Regions from separate parts of the Mus musculus genome. Here region 1 is linked to region 2. The links are chromatin contacts, called in public promoter capture Hi-C maps. All regions are on one chromosome and are shown on one strand. Each heading gives the region's core, a stretch centred on a gene start, on an enhancer-like site or on the middle of the called end of the contact. The rest is flanking DNA. Distances are from core to core; before and after follow the strand shown. Region 1 holds the start of Rgp1 (RAB6A GEF compex partner 1). Region 2 holds the start of Dcaf12 (DDB1 and CUL4 associated factor 12).

Region 1 (3,323 bases), core at 307-2,806, 2.3 Mb after region 2:
AGCAAAGCACTGCTGGCTAAAGTCATCTGAAGAGGTCTGGGGAGGCATCTCCGTGGTAGAAGGCATGCTCTCTACTTCCGGGCTTCATCCCTAGCTCTCCCCACTTGTTACCGGAGGATGCTTTCACTGTGATGTTCAAGTATGCCCTGAACTCTTAGGCTCAAATTATCCTCCTGTCTCAGCCTCCCAAGTAGGTGGCACTCTAGGACTCTGCCCAATCCCAACTTCGCTTTTATTTTTGGTATGGAAGCCATCTGTCACAGAACAGAGTGAACTTCTCACCCTCTCTTTAGGGTTGACAACAGCCAAGATCAACTATTCCAGGAATCAGAGCTTGAGGATAGAGACATAAGAATTCTGGGACTGAAGAAGCATGCGCTTAAATAAGGTACACAGAAGGTGTCAGCTGCCAGGGTAATGCAGCCTAAAGAACCTCCTCTTCCAAAAAATAAAACACTGTATCAAGCACAGCAGAGACTGGCGTTCTCCTACCGTGTTACAAATTATAGCTAATCTCAAAGGGACGCCTGGGAAAGAGGAAGTGCATGGTGGGGGTGGGGGTGGGGGGAAGGGGGACCAGCAGTTAAATAGGAAAGACTGACTTCAGGACTAAATGCTCCGAGAAGACAAGATGCTAGGAAAAGAGGGATGAAGGAAAAACAAAATGTTCTTCAGTTCCACCCTCAAAAACTGCAGGGCTAAAGAATGCAGGGGATATGGTATACCTGGCTGGAATAGAACTAGGAGCCCAGCAGCTTGCCCACCTTTCCAACCTAGGCAGGGAGCCTGAATGGGATCATAGGAACCACGGCGTTCTAGGCAACGGAATCCACTCACCTCAAGCCCATACCGAGGTGCTTTACCAAATTACTGAGAGAGATGTTGTTAGCTTGAAAAGGTCTCCTCTTCTCTGCAAACTCGTGAGCCAAGCAGATCCGCCAGCCAAAAGGAGGCACCTGGTAGCCCCTAGCTTTACCCTCGTAGGAGGCCATCAGCTGCCCAGAGTCCTCTGAATTGCAGTAGCTTGGTTCATCCTGGGGTCCACTATCCTCGGGGCTCCCGCAGTCTGTAACCCGCACAGCCTCAGTGCCGCCAGTATCTTCACAATAAACTTGGGAATCTCTTTCGGCACAGCCGACCTGCTCTGAGGCCGGGACGCAGGTTACCATGTTCACTGGATCCTGGGTCCTCACGACCCCGGTGGCCTCGGTTCCCTCTGACAGGTTTCTGACGTTTCAAAACGCTGATGCCAGTTGCAGTTAGGTGCAGTCCGGGAGGGCCCGATGCTGGGGAAAGCCGTGGGACGTTGGTATCTGGGTAAAGTCAGAGAGCTCCTGCTGCTGCAGCAGCGGCTACAGCAACAAAGTCGCCACGGCCTCTCCCTGGGTCGCGTCTCTAGATCCTAGGCGGGAAGGGTTGGGCCTTGTTGTCATTGGGCCGCGGTGATTAGCACGCCCGGCCGAGGGCCGACCAGCTCCACGGACGGGGGCGGTGCCGCGGTACCTGCCCGCAAAGCACCGCCTCTGGGACCCGCCCAGGAGCTCCCGGCGACCTTCGGCCCCGCCCCGGGCTGCGGCTCCAGCGGCTCCAGGGCTGGGTACCGGGTCCCTGCAGCCAGGATCCCCCGCGCCCACGCTCAGGTGCCACCGCTGGGAAGGTGACCCGCAGACCCGGGACCACCGGATCCCTTTCCGGCCGGAAGCACCCCGCAAGTCGGACCGGAAGGGGCGCCTCAACCCTGAAATGTGACAAAGGAAGTCCCGCCTCTGCCGCGCGACAGACTCCGCGGATGCCACCGAGCTCCGAGCCGGTCTCGCAGGGGCGGGTAGGTGAGGACCTCCATGCGTAAGAATCTGAGTTTGGAGACGCGCGGCGATGTCCTGGGCTAGGACGTGGAGCCTCGAGGGAAGCGGGGACAGAGGCAGGCCTGGGAGGCGGCGCAAGGGGCCTAACCCTGGGCGCAAGGAGGTCTGGAGCTAAAGCGACGCCCTCCCGCAGGCAGTTCGGAGTCAGTTTCCGCCACCCCACCAGCTCCTTAAACCCCAGTGCTTCCCACCCTCACTGAAACTTGAAAAAAAAAAAAAAAACAACCCACTTCTTGCCCCCCTCGGACTCAGGTCTAGACTTAAGCCTAGGTCTTAAACACTCCTTCCTTCATTTCCCCGTACTGACTTCTGGCACTCTGTTTCCTTCTAGATTTGGTTCCGGAGCTGCCATGATCGAAGTGGTAGCTGAGCTGAGCAGAGGTCCTGTGTTTCTGGCGGGGGAGGCTCTGGAATGTGTGGTGACTGTCACTAATCCCCTTCCCCCGACCGCCACTTCTGCATCCAGGTGGGGATGCTGGTATTGGAGGTGGTGGCCCTTCCGGGAGGAAGCCTGGTATCGCTCGTTCTAATTAGAGCTTTGGTTGTTCAGTAACTACACTAGCATCAATCACCACCTTCTTGCTCATTGTAATGAAGGGCTTTTAAACAAATATGTGGATGGCAGGACCCCTTACTCTCCTTTGCTCCTCCTCCCGGTATCACTCCTTTTTGAGTTCAATGTACTTGATGTTGTTGTGTAATGGTTTTATTTCAGGGGTTCTGGATTCCCTGGTCACTAAGATAGTCATCTAACCTTGGTGATCTTGGTCAGACAGTTTTCTAGAGAAAGTATTGGTGAAGTCAAGAACTAGGTTCCCATACCTTCGTTTCCCTTTTCCACAGTGAGGCTCTGGCCTGGGCCAGTGCCCAGATCCACTGCCAGTTCCATGCCAGCGAGAGTCGAGTAGCACTGCCACCCCCTGACTCTAGTCAGCCGGACGTCCAGCCTGACAGCCAGACTGTCTTTCTGCCACACCGAGGTTAGAGAGAGAGAGAGAGAGAGAGAGAGAGAGTGTGTGTTTGTCATGGAGGGAGGGGAAGTTATTGTCACCCCAGGGTAAAGTTAAGTTGTTCTTGTATGACATGGTCACCAACACATCAGTGGTGGAAGGGAAGGTAGCTTGATTTGGGACTATAAGACTTACCTTATTACAACAGAAAGAATTGGCGGCTTCCCCTGCCTCCACTTGCTGTGTGACCCTGGTTGGCAATGGACAATGGAGTCCATTGAAGTCTTTTTGACTTTTCATAGGTGAGAGGGGCCAGTGTATCCTTTCTACTCCACCCAAAATTCTGTTTTGTGACCTGAGGCTAGACCCTGGAGAGTCCAAATCATGTGAGTGATTGTCTCCCAACCCCAGATTGCTTTCTAAGTCTCCTGGAGGGAGGACTCTGGCTGCTTCTAGCTGCCCTGTCTACTGTTTCCCAACCAGATTCCTACAGTGAAGTGCTGCCCAC
Region 2 (3,247 bases), core at 247-2,746:
CTAGGGATCTCTTCACTGGGGGGAGTCTTTTCCTTTTGTGCAGCGAATGATCCCAGCCAAACTGTGAAAGCCAACATCAGAAATCAGGGGTTTGGCCACTTTTCCTTCAGACAAGAAGTCTGACCGTTTTATAAAAGAACCAACACGAATTCGTCCTTCGGGATTTACACAATCAAACATTTAACAGAAGATTTGTAATCCAGAAAGTACAGTTTAACTCGGCTAGCACTGAAATAAGGCTCTCATAATGAAGACTACTTAGAAAATGGATAAACAGGGCAAAAAAAAGTTAACTAAACCTTTGAGGAAAGTGGAGGGCTCAGAAATAACATATACCCAGGTGTCCTTGATAGTTACGAAATGAAGTCCATATTACAGAACCCACCTGGGCTGCACTTCTACCCAGCCCCCTTCTCCCTCTCCGCCTGTGCACCCCGTAGAGCATAAAGAGTATAGCTCAAAGAGCCAGACTGGGGTCTCGGATCTTCCAGGGATGTACAGTCAATGGCCGCTCATCTGACTCCGCGCGACTTGCGCTGCGGGCAGTTTTAGAATTCGAAAAATCAAATACCAACGGGGTAACCTGCGTCGGAATCCCAAGTCCAAGAGGCCTTCCTCTCCAAAGGGGGCAATATAGAGATGACACCTGGTGTTTCTTCTAGATGTCTAAAGAGCCAAAGGGGCCTGCACCCAGTTTAGGAGATGGTTTCCTTGATAAGAGACCATCGGCCCTTATTCCTAGTGCCACTGGAAGGTCCACTTCAATCTCCTTCCCAGTAACTTCGGAAGGTCGGTCTTACTTCCGATTCCCCTTGTCTTCATTTTCTCCTCCCTCCAGGAACGAGGAGGTCCTGAAGCTCTCTATCCCTAGCTGCTGACTTCCAGCGGAAGGCGTCATTTTGTAGTTTTCTTTTGGCTCCTCACCCTTCCGGCCCGCCTGCTCGCCAGTACACTGCAGAAGGACCGGTCACTGCTCTACAGTCCCGGCTCCGGTTCTCGTCCCGCCCTGGCCCCAGGTTCCTGAACCCAGCTGGAACGCCCTAAGCCCCTGCTAGGTGATGACCCAGACCTGTGAGCCCTCACCTGCGGGCCCTGAGCGTCGCTCCCGGCTCCTGGCGAGGCAGACGCTTTCCGCTTCCTGCTAACTGCTTTCCGGGCCATAGTGGGCAGCGCCGCCGTGGCCCCGCAGCCACATGAGGCGGAGAAGGCAAGGGGCGGCAGGGCGACGGGTCATGAACCGGGCCCTGGGGCCGCGCGCTTTCGAGCGCCCGGCCCGGAAAATGGCTCGGATCCCGGGCAGCAGTCGATCAAAATGAGGCGCGTAAATGGAAGAAGGGAAAATCCGGGTTGGGAAAGGGGAAGGGGAAGGGAAGGGGAAGGAAAAGCAGGAACAAGCAGCTTTCCTACCGCCGTGTCTGGAAAGGACGGCGAGCGGCGAGAACCAAAACACCCCCCTCCCACTCGCCCGCGCCCCGTCACTCCTGCGCAGCCGCACATAGCAGCACGTCGCCACGGAGACACCGCCCAGACCAGCAGGGCGGGACTTAAGCGCAGCAAGGAGAATTGATGTCCTCGGAGAACTTCCGCTTGCCTCTTGCCAATGGCGGTTAAGCTGTGGCCAAAGGAATCCAGCCTTCTGTCGGGACATTTCCGACCTCAGCCAGCTCATCCTCTGGCATGCGGAAGTAAGCATGAGCTGCCTGGCTGCGGGACCAATCTTGAACCTGTAACCATCATGGTAGGATTAAAGATATTCTAGACACCCTGATTGCCAGATTGCAATCAGACTATTAAAACACTGGACTCTAAGAAATTGCAGTTTTCCTGGGAGAAGGAAAGGACAAGGGCACAGATGCCAGCCAATAGAGGAACTTGACTCCAGGAAAGATAGATCACAGTTGGGAAAACTTGTCAGACTACCTTCCCAGAGAAACTGGGCGAACAGATGATGGATGCGACCACACCTTGCCGACGACTGCTTACTTAAGCATAGCTGTTGCCTTTAAGCCTAAACAAACCACACGTCAGCCCCTAAGATGGACTAGGATAAGAGAATGTCCCGTCGTTGTTCTTTCCAATGAGACCGAGTTAACACCTTTCTTCAAGTTTCCCCTTACACTTTGTCTTTTAGTTGGCCTGTTGAGAATGAGTTAAGGCTGCTAGGGCCCAGGTTCTGACCCTTCCTTATACCTCAGAAGACGTTTCTTAATCCTGTAACTAGTAGCCTCACATTTAGCACTTTCCCCCAACATTCTCACAAACTGTCAATGGGCACAAAAGATTAGACACTTTAAGGAAGGCAGAGAACCCCACATCACACTCCTTCAAGATGGATTCAGGGTAGGAAGGCAGCAGTATGGTCAGATTTTTGCCACATCAAAGTACCAGAGCTAACGCAGGCTGCCTCACATGCCTGTTGGCACAGGTCTCCCCACACATACGGAGTCCCCAGATTCCATTCTCCACTTCTTTACTCTCCAGCTCCCTGTCTATTTTGACTCCTGTCTAAACCTCAAGTCACTTTTCCCCTTCTTTTATTTATTCCTTTTCTTTCTTTCCTTTTTTTTTTGAGACAGGGTTTCAGTGTATAGTCTTGGCTGGTCTGGAACGCAGCATGTTATATAAATCAATCTGGCCTCAAAAGTTATAGAGCTCCACATGCCTCTGCCTCCCCAGAGCTGAGTTAAAGGTGTGTGCAACCACATCTAATAAGTCACTTTCTTTCATAAAATGCCACCCTTTTTAGGTCTGCAAGGTCAAAGTCACACTGTCCTTGTGCTTCAGCAAATAGACCCATCGCTGTAATTCATGCCATTGCCTGCCTTTCTCTCGGAGCCCAGCCTTGATCTCCATTAAGGAGTGAAATCTTGAACCACAGAAAAGAGAGTGGTCATTTTTGGCATGTCCGGTTTGGACTGGCACCAGTCACCAAACAAAGCGGGATCACCCTTGCCTCCATTTTCCGAAGATCCTGAAGGAATGTGAGTGCCAGCTTCCACTTTCCTCAGGCAAAGAAACCCTTGGAGGAAGCAGGATGTTCTTGCTTGAGACTGACTGGCCTCAGGCTGTGGTGCCCAGTTACCTGCTGGTCCCTTCAGCTTCAGGCCTCATACCTCCAGGGAACTGTGTTGGCCCATCTGCCGTTCTGCCTACAAGAAGATTTGATTTGTTTTCCAGGTTGAAATGATGTGCCACCACCCCAGATCAGCACTGCAACTAACCCCTAATACTACCTTGGGAGAGGCAG

What was found. Promoter capture Hi-C pulls out the DNA fragments that hold promoters and counts their contacts.
Region 1: a promoter capture Hi-C map of embryonic stem cells shows a contact between it and region 2, with 2.2 times the contacts expected there. The contact joins the promoter of Rgp1 here to the promoter of Dcaf12 in region 2. A contact is called at or near these places in 2 of 39 promoter capture datasets (embryonic stem cells and pre-B cells) and 1 of 9 other capture datasets (adipose tissue).

Annotation. Positions count from the first base shown.
Region 1 is chr4:43,577,179-43,580,501 of GRCm38.p6, forward strand. Rgp1 (RAB6A GEF compex partner 1) reads left to right here and starts at 1,557. Exons shown (of 9, transcript NM_172866.3): 1 at 1,557-1,825; 2 at 2,197-2,331; 3 at 2,709-2,845; 4 at 3,118-3,201; 5 at 3,299-3,323. The coding sequence starts at 2,216. Gba2 (glucosidase beta 2) reads right to left here and starts at 1,686. Exons shown (of 17, transcript NM_172692.3): 1 at 838-1,686. The coding sequence starts at 1,169.
Region 2 is chr4:41,313,405-41,316,651 of GRCm38.p6, forward strand. It overlaps Dcaf12 (DDB1 and CUL4 associated factor 12), which reads right to left and starts at 1,497. Exons shown (of 9, transcript NM_026893.3): 1 at 1,084-1,497; 2 at 1-61. The coding sequence starts at 1,161. Gm46891 (predicted gene, 46891) reads left to right here and starts at 938. Exons shown (of 2, transcript NR_168697.1): 1 at 938-3,247.